Regions from separate parts of the Rattus norvegicus genome. Here regions 1 and 2 are each linked to region 3. The links are chromatin contacts, called in public Hi-C maps. All regions are on one chromosome and are shown on one strand. Each heading gives the region's core, a stretch centred on a gene start, on an enhancer-like site or on the middle of the called end of the contact. The rest is flanking DNA. Distances are from core to core; before and after follow the strand shown. Region 1 has its middle 330 kb from the start of Rpl21l3. Region 2 has its middle 360 kb from the start of Rpl21l3. Region 3 holds the start of Zfp703 (zinc finger protein 703).

Region 1 (4,126 bases), core at 539-3,038, 370 kb before region 3:
AGGAAATTGTGTTATCAAGTAATGGGGCTTACCATGCAAGGCGTGTGGGCTGGGAGACAAACAAGAACTTCGTAGGTATACATGATTTTCTTCCTGCTTCCCCAGGAAGGTTCTTCTTTGTCCCTGGAGGAAGGCACTAGCCAACGACTCTTGGGGAGAGGGGTGCCTGCGCAGTGAGCCCTGCATGACTACTGTCACCAAGTGTGAGTGAGCTGCCACCAGAGCCCATTGTCTTCACATCCTGCTCTGCTCTTTTTTAAAAGTCAGCAAAATCCCTGGTCTTTGTTCAGTCTTAAAGTAACCTTGGGTGTTCAGGGAAAATTCAGGTAGGCCATCTAAGAAGCAGCACAGGACAACGGATGCAAAAACATCCATCTCTTTCCAAGAGGCTGCGGTCCATGATGACTTCAGAGAAGGCCCTTGGATGTCTTTTATTGTTTAGCCACGATCTGCATTCCTCCGTGCAGCTTATCTGCTCCTCTGGTTATGCACATGTGTGTATATGTGTACATGTGCATGCATGTGTGTGTCTGTGTGTGCTTATTTCTAATACCCGCCTCCCCCAATCCACCCGCTGTGCATGAGCCAGGTTTGTCTTTCCGCGAAGGCGCCTTTCCCTGGGCTTGTTCAGGGAGGTTCCCACAGGCTGTCTGCTTTTTATGTCCTGATGGTTGCTTTTAGCCTCATTGCTGGCATCGCTCTTGCAGCCGCGCTCTCTCACTCTTGCAGCCGCGCTCTCTCACTCTTCCTGCCTTCCCTTCTCAGGTCTGTTTTCTGCTGGAGTTGCATTTCTCCCTTTATTTTATTTTATTTTTTTCTGCTGACAGAGACAAGAGCTCGTCCTAGTTCCCCACTTCAGGATTTGTTGCAAACTTCAAGGTACAGGTTTACGGCCGCCCGTGTCCCGGTTATAGCACAGCTCTTATGGGTCCTAATAAACCCAGCTGCTCTGGGGGCCTCTTAAATTCCGGCAGAAAGACGGAGAAAAAGCACTGCTCAGTCCTGTGCCATTCGGGACACCTCATCCTTCAAGGATGGCGATAATGTTTCTTTCTTGCGGGGAACCGAACGCCCATAACTCTTGGATGTTGCCTAGGAACAAAAGGTGAAAGGCAAGGCCTTCTCTTCTTCCAGGTGTCTAGCTGATGGTAGGTCGGAAATGTAGATAGGGCTTGGGTGCATCATGGAGGATGCATGTCAGGATTTCATCTAGCCTCAAAGCCTCCAGTGCTAAACATGAGGTTGGGTTTTGACAGATTAGGATGAGTAGAAATCCCACAAGGAGACGGTTCTCCCTAACCTTTGAGGGTGGCCTGCGAACACCTTTAACACAGCTTCCACATTCTTCACCAAAGCCGCTCACAAAACACTTCCTCTTACTTTTGTGAGGAGATCCATATAACAAGTTTTCCATGTGAGACAGTTAGTCTTCTATTGTCACAAACTGGCACCAGCTAGAGTCACCTCGGTTGAGGAGCTGCTTCAGACAGATCGGCCTGTGAGGATGTTGTGAGGCATTCTTGTCGATTGTTAACTGAACAATTATACCCTTTAAGTGACTTAGCCTGGGCTATATACTAAACATAGCTGAGCAGGTCAGAAGCAACAGAGCACTAAGCTTAGAACACTCCTCCACGTATCCCTGCCTGACTTCCCTCAATGATGAACTGTGCCCCGGAAGTGTAACCGCTAAAATAAACCATTTCCTCCCTGATGAACTGTGCCCCGGAAGTGTAACCGCTAAAATAAACCATTTCCTCCCTGATGGACTGTGCCCCGGAAGTGTAACCGCTAAAACAAACCGTTTCCTCCCGGGGTTGATTTTGGCCAGTTTCATCACAGCCACATAAGCCAGGCAGAACACCGAGGGGGTGGTTTAATTGTTAGTTGTGGTGAACTGCTCATGGTCACAGAGATGCTTAAGAGACTAAAAATCGGTTGTTGTGAAATATCCCACGCTTCTCTCCATTTCAAACTGGCGATATTAGAGGTCAAAGGCTGTGGGATGGTAGGGTGCTGTCCATACCTATCTCTAGAATGTACTCCAGCAGACTGCTTTAGAGAGAAAAAAAAAATGAAAGCAGATCTAGAAGTCCCCGCCTCTAGAGCTAGCCATGTGCTCTTCAGAAAGCCACTAAACCTCTTGGGGCTTTAGATCCATCATTTATAAAAATAAGCACCAGCCTTCCCAAGATGCCTTGGGCCTTACTCTGGGGCTCGCTTGTTCGGAGCGCCCCCTTACGATTTCACATCGAAGTGCATGCTATTCTTTTAGCATGAAAAAGACTGAAGTTTTGAGAGTGTGTATCTAGACCAGTGGTTGCCAACCTTCCTCATGCTGGGATCCTCATGAGGATCACCACAGTCCTTCATGTGGTGGTGACCCCCAATCATCAAATCATTTACATTGCTCTTCTATAACTAATTCTGCTACTGTTATGAATTATAATGTAAACATCTGCTATGCAGGATCTCTGCAACCATGTGAAAGGGTCCTTGGACACAGGGGGTCGCGACCCACAGGTTGAGAACTATGGGTCTAGTGTTTGTCTGAGTTCTTGCTATGGTTTGGGCAGGTGTGTCTCCATGGAAATTTCACATCCTGGGTTGATCCCTGCGCAGTGGCATCAAGAGATGGTGGGCTTTTTAAGGGAGTCCTAGTGAGAGGTAATTTAGTGATTGTAACACTATCCTCACAAAAGAATTCACGTCTCTCTGACTGGGTGGATTAGGTCTTGAAGTATGAGATCTGGGTTGGCAACTACAGATGTATTGTACAGAAAATCATCTTCTACCCTGCCATTTACACATATCCTTACCATCCACCTGAAGGACTTGCGGCCAAGCAATGCCAGAACCAGGTCTCTGGACTTTCAGATCTGCATCTTAAGCAAGCCTCTTTTGTTTACAAGTCAACCGACCTCAAGCACTTGGTCAGCGCAATAGAAAACAGAATAACTCAGGTGTTGGTGTTCTATCCGTGCCCCCCTGAGCTTCCATTGAGCATGTAACTTGTAACAAGAGGGGTGGACAAGTACATGGCTTTATGGCTGGCGCTCATAAATGATGACTGACCTATTGCTCAAAATTTTCCTCCTGATGACACACAGGAAAGTTGCTCTCTATGCTTCATGAGAGACTGTTGAGGGCAGGGTAGCAGGATGGTTGGCGACATTGCTCATCCAGGGGTAACCTCTCATTCTTGCTTTTCTCGAGGATTTGGCGGTTCAGGACACAACGTTGACATCATAGACTTGTTTCCAGCGGTCTGAAGTTCTTTGTTTCCCTGCCTTCAACACCGATTGAGAGGACCCAAGTCACTTAGCCTGCTCTGTTCTTTTTGCACTTATAAAGCAGAGTAATCTAGAGGGGTACCTCAGGTCACCTTAAGCTCTTCCCTTTGACCCAGGTTTTGCATTAAATGAAAACTATTAGTATTCGGAAATGCTTTACTGTGAGGGCAGCTGTGTGACCATGACCTCTGTGTTTGTGTAAAGGTGTTTTTATTACCACCATGCCAGGGGTGGACAGGAGAGTCAGAGGAAGAGAAAGCTACTGCTTATTAACATGGATCTTGTAAATGTTCAATCCTCAGTGGCTCAGCTCTCCGGGGTGGAATCTGCCTGTCGGTCTGTATTTTACCTGGCACTGCCTGTGTACCCAGCCAGGAGTCCACAGTAGGGACTCTGACCCAAGAAGATGCTGTGTAGCCTTCATTACTCTCTACGTTGCATTTGTCTCCAATGGCCATGAGTTTGTTCCTTCCTGCCCTTGACTCACCTTCTTCCTCGGCAAAAGACAGTTCATGTCTAGTCTTCCTGTCTATTTTTATAGTTCCTTAAAGGCCAGTCTGAGCTACACTGTGAAACCATGTCTAAAGAATCTTAGATTAGTGGTAGAATCCTTGCCCACCCTGTCCCTAGTTCTTCCTTCATCCTCAGCATGCTGGTAATGAAAACATGTTTATACAAGTATAGAAGACATGGCCTCATGGCTAGCCCCAGGGAAAGGATTTTGCAAATACCTTCCAGTTTCCATTTCTTAAAACATTCCAGGGTCAGTCCCAGCATAACAAAAAGAATGACATTTCAAACGTCAATGCCTGTTAATAAAGCTTTATTGGGAC
Region 2 (4,630 bases), core at 351-2,850, 400 kb before region 3:
AGATATGCACACACATACACACACATATATACACAGACACACACACAGACATATACACACACATACACACACAGACACACACAGAGAGATATACACACATACACACACATATATACACAGACACACACACAGACATACACACACAGACACACACAGAGAGATATACACACACATAAACACACAGACACATACACACAGACATACACACACATACACACACAGAGATACACACAAACACAGACACAGAAACACACAGACATACACACACACACACAGACACACAGACACACAGACACACACACACACACACACACACACACACACACACACACACACACACACACACACACAGGTTCTACCAACATCTCAATAAGCTTGAAAGAGGACCCTAAGCGTGAGCTAGTATCACAGCCCTACAGACACTTTGATTTAGCCCAGGAAGAAACTGGTGGAGGACCCAGATACCAGATAACTCAGGCCTGGACTCCTGTCCCAGGAACTGAGATTATAAATGGGCATGAGGGGGTTGGGGATTTAGCTCAGTGGTAGAGCACTTGCCTAGCAAGTGCAAGGCCCTGGGTTCGGTCCCCAGCTCCAAAAAAAAAAAAAAAAAAAAAAAAAAAAAAAAAGATTCACTTGCATAAATGGGCATGAGGTTAAGCCATGGTAACTTGTTAGACAGCAATAGAAAGCCAATATATTATTCAATCAAATCGTGGTGCCTACCCCATTTCCAGTGTTTGCAATGCTACAGCCTACCTATCACAGTGTGCCAAGTACTGCTCCTTAGTAAGATGCTCGACTAAGTGTTCCCCAAAGGACCCTTCAACAAGCAGTGCTTGGGGCTGGAGCAGAAGGAAAGACTTTGTGGGTTTCTACCATCATCATGGAGCTGAAGGTCACACAGAGAGCCATAGCTGAAACTGGACTCAAGTTCTGGCCTTTGTGTGCCAAGAGGAGAGAGCTTCCCTCTATTTCATACACATACCCCATCCTGGCCAAGGAAAAGGGTTGTTTAAAACTAAAGCCCCTGTGGCTTTACTCTTGCTTAGGACTATTGATCCCCCAAAAAACAAGAAAGGAAAGTGGAGTGGTTGAAATATGGGTGCCAACATGACTTCCCTTCCTGGTGTGGCTTGAATGTGGGTATAAAGGCTTCATTCCCACAGCGGAAGCACAGGGTGGTGCTATGGGCTCTTAAGAGGCAGTGTCTAGGGAGAAGTCCAAGATTGTTGGGGACTTGCCCCAAAGGACCCTGTGGGGACCCAGTTTTCTTTATTCCCCCACTTTCCTCTGCTCACGATATTCATGATATGACCAATCCTGCCAACCCAGCCCTCCGCTCGTCAGAGTCCACACCCACAAGGCCATCGTCTTGAATTTGAACCTCAACGCTAGACACTAAACAAACCCCTCTCGTTATAAGCTAAATGCCAGGTATTTTGTTGCAGAAATGTAAAGCTCGCTAATATATAGCCTCCTCGTCCTCCTCCCAATTGTCTGTTTCCCAAATCAATCCTCCAGTTTAACACTGGGAAGGGCAGGGCAGTGAAAAGTCAGGCCTGTTCTAGGATCCAAGTCTCACTCCATTCCAGGGCTCCCTGCCGAGTCCAAGCAGCTGAGTACAACCAGCTTTCCTGCCCTCCCTTGACCCAAGGAGGCTGATATCCAGCCAAACCACTCATCAACAGACTGGCTGTCATTTGTCATTCATGATGTCAGATCAAATCCAAGCAGCAATTAGAAAAGCAGATTGCGACATTGTGCCCTTTATTACTGGTGTTTCTGTGAGACACGAGCAACAAGAAGTCCCCAGAGAGGAGCCGTGAAAGAGAAATGAAAAGGATCAGAAAAGAAACAAGAAACGTACTTTTTCCCTTGCTGCGATCTTCACAGCACAGCCATTTTGTAATGGGCACCGTATGAGCAGCCACGCACAAGCCCGGTAACCTCTTTCCAAATGGTAATAAATCCCCCTGGACCCTGACACACTTGTAATTTACAACTTGGCTAAAATGAACATTATTTCAAGCTAAGTGTATTCTCAGAGGTGTCGGAGACTGTAGCAGCATTCCTGCTGACAGAGGGGTTTCTTTTTAAATGTCATGCATTCAGTTTCATTACTTCCAAATAATTGCCCGGAAAGATCGGGTGCTGGACAGGAGGCCCACTTTACATCACCCTGAGTCAGTTTCATCATCATTGAGGGGGCCCACTGGGAGCTGGTTTCAGCCTGGGGAGGGCTGAGCTCTCAATACCCACTTTTCTGCTGTCCTCCTGGCTGTGCAGGAATGGTACCCTCATCACTGCATGGGCAAGCTGTGGATTAGACGGAACATAATCTAGAGATAGAAACATGATCTATCACCACTGCTGCCCCCACATGGTATTCTTTTTATCCATTGCATTATACTAACCCTGTATGTCTCTCTTGTTGGCCGGTGCTTACTGAAGGACAAGATGTCATTAGCTGGGTTCAAGAGGAGACTTCCATCCTGGCCTTTACAGTGTAATTTCAGAAAGCATCCATTCTTTTTTTTTTTTTTCTTTTTTTCGGAGCTGGGGGACCAAACCCAGGGCCTTGTGCTTGCTAGGCAAGCGCTCTATCACTGAGCTAAATCCCCAACCCCGAAAGCATCCATTCTTATCGAATGGTTTTGACTTTAGAGATCTGCTTTTGGTCATGTTGGTCTGCAACAAATCACCACAGCATGTAATAGTTTACTTGTTTTGTGAATTGGTATTCATGGTTGTTCTTTCCAGTGTGACCGTTGGGACCACTTGGGGCTGTGGTCATCTTGGTGACTAGACTGGACTACAGGGTCCTTTTAAGCTAATACACAGATCTGGTGCCTGAGGGTAGAAGACAGGAGGGCTGGACTCAGCTGAGTAAGGTAGAAGCTTGGGCCTTTCCCTCAGGTAGATCATGCATTCATGTGACTTCTCCATATGGTCTCTTCATGTGGAGAGTTCTACAAAGTAGTTAGATTTCCAACCTGGCACCTGAAAACTCAAAAAATCATGTGGAGGTAAAAGCCACCAGGTCTAGTACAGGGTCACAGTTTGTCACATTCTACTGGCCATACTGAGCCATACAGACAGTTTAGATTCCACGCCAGCGTGAAGAGGTACAGATTATTCAGGCGAGTTTGGAAAACTAACTTTCTATCAAAAAGATGAGAAGAACAGAACAAGAAGCCATACACCCTCTGGAAAATGTCTCTAAATGATGACCACCAATTCTAATCCTTTGTTAAGAATGAGGACAGACTCTGCTCTCTAAACCATATACCTAGATATGTACTGTACACCAAGATATATGCTGCAGCTCTGAGCTGAACAATCTGTCCCAAGCAAGCAGATGACAAGTTCTACAAGTCTAGGGTGCCATTGCATAAAAGTCTTCCTCTCTCCCTGCAGCTTCAGCTATAGCAGGTTCAAAACTCCATGGACCTCATAAGGCTTCTGAGGAGTTAAGGACTTGAATGTTTGCCATTAGTTCATCAACAGAACGATACCCTCCCATGCCCCCCAGCTCAGATCAGGTCCTAAACATGAATCTAGACCTTAAATTCATCAGAGGTCTTGGATTCTTTAGGCTAGGACCAAGCCACAGCCAGAGATTTGAGGAGTCTCTCCTGATGATTTTGGGTTTAGCACCCCACATTAAAGATTCTGATTGCACTTGGATTTTTTTCAAGTTTTATTCTTTTGAATATTTTAAACTTATTCTTAAACTTTTCATATATTTATACTATACTTGATCTTAACCAAAAGGCAGAGAAGCGATTTCATATATTTAATACAACATATTTTGATCATATCCATCTTTCATTATGTCCCTCTAACTCTCCCCAGTGTCCTTCATCCCATTCCCTTACCAATTTATATTTATACAGTATATTTTGATCATATCCATCTTTCATTATGTCCCTCTAACTCTCCCCAGTGTTCTTCATCCCATTCCCGTCCCAATTTCACATCCTCTCTTTTTTGTTATTAATAACTGCCTGAGTCTGATGAGCTGCACTTTGGTTTTGAGCACCATGATGGCACCCACATCTTAACATTATCCTTATAACCAAAATATTGATATCTCTCTCTCTCTCTCTCTCTCTCTCTCTCTCTCTCTCTCTCTCTCTCTCTCTCTCTCTCTCTGTTTTGCACTTTAGCCTGAGTTCCTATTCAAGGAATCTACCTACAATTTCAAAATAGGAAGCCAGCCATTCTAGAAGCTAGAGTTCCCTGAGAGGCCCATCTCTTCAAGAACACCTTGCTTTGGAGTCCTTCTCTACATGTTCTGTCTCCCATCAGGACTCTGTCATTTGTAGCCATGATGAATGGCTACCCATGTCATCAAGAGAGTGGGAGATGCAGCTAAACTAGTGTGTAGCAAATTCAGCCAATCCAGCCGCATTTCTTCCCATGTCCCAAGGGTCCCATGGGTGCATCTAATTAACTCCTAACCATCTTTTTCTACTTGCCACAGGGAATCTGACAGTATTCCAAGATACAACCCTTTGGGGGTTCCTCCATCATCCCCTGTTCCTCCTTTGACTGCACACCATTGGGAAGGGTAAAGCTGGAATCACATAGTAGTGGAAGCCTGCTCTTGCACGGTTATATAGTA
Region 3 (4,728 bases), core at 1,322-3,821:
GAAATCACCTACCCTTACCCAGCCCGGACATCCTGTCTGCACCCATTCTCCCTTTTGTTCATTTGACATCTTTCGACTTTCCTAATAAAAATACTCCACCGTCCTTTCTGTGGCCTCCTGCCCTCCCACCCACATTCCTAAGTGTCTACTCTCTTTCCCTCCAACTTAGTTCCCATTAATCATTTCAAACACACATCTGCTCAGCTCCTAGAAGGGTTTCTAGGCTCACTCTCCCAGCTGGACTTTCATCTCTGTCTCCAAACTCTTCCTTCTTCCCAGTTCTTCCTCCGACACATCCACAAAGACCATCATCCCTCTATAGCCTAACATCTGCTCTTTTCTCCGGAAGGCCAAAGGACCTGGTAAGTTTGAAGTAACCCTGCAGTGAACTTTGTTAGGAAACAGGGTCTCACTCTGTAGACCCTGTTTGGGGTCTGGAGCCCTGTTTGGCTAGACTGGAACTCACTAGGTATGCCAAGCTGGTCTCAGATTCATCACGTGACCCTCCTGCCTCAGCCTCCTGGGTGCTGGCTCCCTACCCAGCCTGAAGAAGAATTTTAAAGATAAGTGTTTTCAGGGGACTGTGAGGTCAGAACGCATAGGCTGGTGTGAGCAGAGCTTAAGGGAGCTGGGGCAGGGAGTAAATCTTTGCACCATAAAATAAATGAGAAAATCCTCCTCTTTTCTGTTCCCATGCCCTTCCTGCTGCAATGTGGACCATTTCGTCAGGGTCAGGGCACCTCTGGCCATTCCTTTTCAACTCATTTTATAAGATCTAAAGATGAGGGAGGGGACAGTCAGGCAATTTCTATATACATTGATTTATCCATCCGTGTGCATCCAGGGAGAGTTTGAGTTTAGTGTGTGACTGGCGTGGCCTTGAAAGCTGCCTGCCGTCGTCTGTCCGTCCGTCCTCTTTCCTGAGCATCATAAAGTTTATGATTGTTCTATGAGTAGTTATTTCTCTCACTTTGAAGATTCCTTTGAAAGTTCTTGTTCTCACGTTGTGTTGAGTCATTGGTACCAGAGTCAGAGGGAAAAGAAAAAAGGGAAAAAGGAAAAAAAGAAAACAAAAAACAAAAAACCGTGGGTCAGCACCACGCACTCAGAACCACATAGTCCTGGGCAACACAAACACAATACAAAGACAGAACTTGATGGTCAGAGTGACTGAGAAATCACAACTGGAAAGTGGTATTCAAAAGGAATGGCGACACCAGCGCGCCTCCACTGGCCACTGAGGGCATGCAAAAGTGGTCACTCCAGAGCTGGGACACAAAGCACCATTCTCAGCTTATTGAGACAAGAATCTAGAACTTTACGGTCAGGTCCATGACTATGTAAAAATTAAAAAAAAAAAATCTCTGACAAGTGTAAATACATACTTTTTCCGGAAGGCTTGGGGGAATCCGAGAGGGTACTGTTATTATCAATAAAAAAAAAAGTTTTATTTCGAAGTTTCCCTGGGGGAAAAACCAAGAGCAGTCTCTGGAGTTTGTATCACTCTGCAGTGCTGAGACACCCCCCCCTCCTCTAGGATACCGGCCTCTACTTTGATGCGACTCCTAACCACGTCGCCGCCGCCAAGCAGCAGCTCGTCACAGCAGGGTGAGGTAGCTTTACGACTTTAAACGGGACAAGAACCCTGAAACACACCTAAACACGATCAATAATTCAGGGCGCCCCCGGGGCGTCCCAGGAGCTTTGAGGCAGCGCTCCTTGCCAAGGGAGGCAACCTTCAACCACGCTTCACCTAGACCATCCCTCCTGGAAGGGAGTCTTTCAATTTGCAGTCTGACTGGACAAGCTCAAAGTAGTTGGAAGGGTCCAGGCAGCGCCCAGGGAATAGTGGATGCCCCCAAGGCTTCGGTGCTTCCAAGTGAACACATCCGGGAGAAGCCAATTAGGGGAAAGAGAACCGGCCGAAGCAGCTCGGAGAACCGGCCGAGCTCCCGAGGCGTAGTCCGCCCCCAGGCGGCCCCGGGGAGAGGCTTGGATCCTAGGACCGGAGCAGGCGCCGTGCGTTCCCACTCCGGTCTCCACCCTAGACACTAGTGGGAAGCAGCGGGCAACAGGAGAGCCAGCGCAGGAGAGGGCGCAGAGCCCGTGTCCAGAAGTCCCATCCCTTGTGTGACCCGTTGGCTAGGGCAGCTGGGCACAACCCGCAAAGGAAAGCGGATCCAGCGCGCGGCGAAGGCCGGGAGGCGGCGACGGGCTAGGGCGCTTTAAGACTCTCCCCGCCCACCGGCGGCGCCCGCCTCCGCCCTCCGCTCTCCCCGCCCCGGGGTCCGGGAGAGAGCTGCGATTGGGCGGGCGCGGCGATCCCTTTGAAGTGTGGCTGCAGATCGCGGCTATTTGACGTGCAGCTCGCGGAAGGCGAAGGTTTTTGTGTTGCTCGCCTGGGCTAGCGGCGGCGGCGGCGGCGGCGGCGGCGGCGGCGGCGGCGGCGGCGGCGGCGGTGGAGGAGGGGAGGCGGCACGGAGGCGCAGCGGCTGCTGCACGGCGTTCGACGCAGCGGAGCGAGCCCACCCGCCCCCGGAGCTCGCCTCCCGGAGCTTCCCCTCCCTCCCCGCCCCCCCAGTGGCGCTGCCTCCTCCAAATGAGCGATTCGCCCGCTGGATCTAACCCAAGGACACCCGAAAGCAGCGGCAGCGGCGGCAGCGGCGGCGGCGGGAAGAGGCCGGCGGTGCCGGCAGTGGTGTCCCTCCTGCCCCCGGCGGACCCCCTGCGCCAGGCGAACCGGCTCCCTATCAGGGTCCTGAAGATGCTGAGCGCTCACACCGGTCACCTCCTGCACCCGGAGTACCTGCAACCGCTGTCCTCCACTCCCGTCAGCCCCATTGAGGTCAGTCTCCCGGCGCTGCCCACCTAGAACTGAACCCACTCCTCCACCCATGCTGGGCCCTTGGCTCTGCTCCCTGCCCCCCCCGCCCCCAGTAGCTCAGTGGGACGAGAGGCCCGAAGCTGGCCACGCTGGCGGAGCTCCTGAGGAGGGACGGAAGGCAGGAATCAGACCCCTCCAGGTTCTCCCTAGACTCCTGGGTGGAAGGTTTTTGCCCACTCGCCCTTTGGAGCTGCATGTTTTCTATAGGGCTGGATTTGCTCTTGTGGTGCCCAGAGTCCTTTACTTTTTCTGTGGCCCCTTAGAGTCCTGTCCAAAGACTGCTTCTGGACCTCCCTCGCCTCCACCCCGATCTGTTCTCTTGGAAGCCAGAGGTGTCCCTCTGCATCTTCCGCGGCCTGGTGGGGCACAGTGCAGAAAACCAGGCACTCGCGATCCTGGGTCTTTCTTCACCCTACTTCTCAGGGTGTCCTCCCTGGGAGGGAGGGAGGGAGGGAGGGAGAGAGGGAATGAGAGAGGGAGGGGCTACTCACAGGGCCAACTGCGGCTCTGCCTTTAGAAGGCGCCTCTCCCTACTCTTACCCCGAGCGCCATCACCAGAAACCCGTCCCAAACGAAGTTCTCCCAAACTAAAGGCTTAAGTTTTTCCCTGGGCCAAAAAGATGGGAAAATTAGATTAAAAAGGGGGGAGAATCACCACCCCGATTACAGCGAAGTCATCTTTATCTGGGAGGGCCGTTGTTGAGTCGTTTCTCCTGCGCGCCAGCGCCCATGACACACTCAGGGACTAACCCACAAGGCTAGTGCCATTCTGCCCAGCTGCTCCGCCAGAGCCAGGCCCTCTTTGGGTGACCCTCTTCTCTAGGCCCCCGTCATTCCCCCGGTGCCTGACTCTGCCTCCCTGCGCACTTGGTGGGTCTCCTATTCTCACCGTCTTCTCATTCCCCCTTGCCACTGTCTCCCGCAGCTGGACGCCAAGAAGAGTCCTTTGGCTCTGCTAGCCCAGACCTGCTCGCAGATCGGCAAGCCCGACCCGCCGCCCTCGTCCAAGCTCAACTCCGTGGCGGCGGCGGCGGCCAACGGGCTGGGATCCGAGAAAGACCCGAGCCGCTCCGCCCCCGGCGCCGCCTCTGCGGCCGCGGCGCTCAAGCAGCTGGGGGACTCCCCGGCGGAGGACAAGTCCAGCTTCAAGCCCTACTCTAAGGGCTCCGGCGGCGGCGACTCCCGCAAAGACGGCGGCTCCTCGTCGGTGTCCTCCACCACCTCTTCGTCCTCCTCATCCCCGGGAGACAAGGCTGGCTTCAGGGTCCCCAGCGCCGCCTGCCCTCCCTTTCCCCCGCATGGAGCAGCGGTCTCCACCTCGTCAAACTCGTCTTCGCCGGGCGGCTCCCGCGGAGGTTCCCCACACCACTCAGACTGCAAGAGCGGCAGCGGCGGGGCCGGCGGCGGCGGGGAACTGGACAAGAAAGACCAGGAAGCCAAACCCAGTCCCGAGCCAGCCGCTGGAAGCCGAGGCAGCAGCGGGGACTCGGCTCACGGTGGCCCGGAGGCCACCGCATCAGGGCGCAAATCCGAACCGCCCTCCGCCCTGGTGGGGGCGGGCCACGTGGCCCCAGTGTCACCCTACAAACCAGGCCACTCGGTGTTTCCACTACCGCCCTCCAGCATCGGTTATCACGGCTCCATTGTGGGCGCCTACGCCGGCTACCCGTCTCAGTTCGTGCCTGGCCTGGATCCTAGCAAGTCTGGTTTAGTGGGAGGTCAGCTGTCCGGGGGCCTGGGCCTGCCACCCGGCAAGCCCCCCAGCTCCAGCCCGCTCACCGGGGCCTCCCCACCCTCCTTCCTGCAGGGATTATGCCGTGACCCCTACTGCCTAGGAGGCTACC

Evidence for each region. Hi-C and Micro-C count contacts between places; a contact is called where the count stands out from the background.
Region 1: a Hi-C map of the A7r5 cell line shows a contact between it and region 3, with 2.9 times the contacts expected there. The contact joins the enhancer-like site here to the promoter of Zfp703 in region 3. A contact is called at or near these places in 1 of 12 Hi-C or Micro-C datasets (the A7r5 cell line) and 1 of 1 datasets of contacts at active chromatin or transcription factors (oligodendrocytes).
Region 2: a Hi-C map of psoas muscle shows a contact between it and region 3, with 2.6 times the contacts expected there. The contact joins the enhancer-like site here to the promoter of Zfp703 in region 3. A contact is called at or near these places in 1 of 12 Hi-C or Micro-C datasets (psoas muscle) and 1 of 1 datasets of contacts at active chromatin or transcription factors (oligodendrocytes).

Annotation. Positions count from the first base shown.
Region 1 is chr16:72,152,138-72,156,263 of GRCr8, reverse strand. No RefSeq gene overlaps it. Among named protein-coding and RNA genes, the nearest start is that of Rpl21l3, 330 kb to the right of the region's middle. Within about 2 kb of position 1,788, at least 3 of the 93 cell types and tissues checked have an H3K27ac peak or open chromatin away from gene starts, as enhancers often do. A contact at or near this core is called in the A7r5 cell line, where this site is marked.
Region 2 is chr16:72,183,106-72,187,735 of GRCr8, reverse strand. No RefSeq gene overlaps it. Among named protein-coding and RNA genes, the nearest start is that of Rpl21l3, 360 kb to the right of the region's middle. Within about 2 kb of position 1,600, at least 8 of the 93 cell types and tissues checked have an H3K27ac peak or open chromatin away from gene starts, as enhancers often do.
Region 3 is chr16:71,781,353-71,786,080 of GRCr8, reverse strand. It overlaps Zfp703 (zinc finger protein 703), which reads left to right and starts at 2,571. Exons shown (of 2, transcript NM_001109425.2): 1 at 2,571-2,845; 2 at 3,810-4,728. The coding sequence starts at 2,600.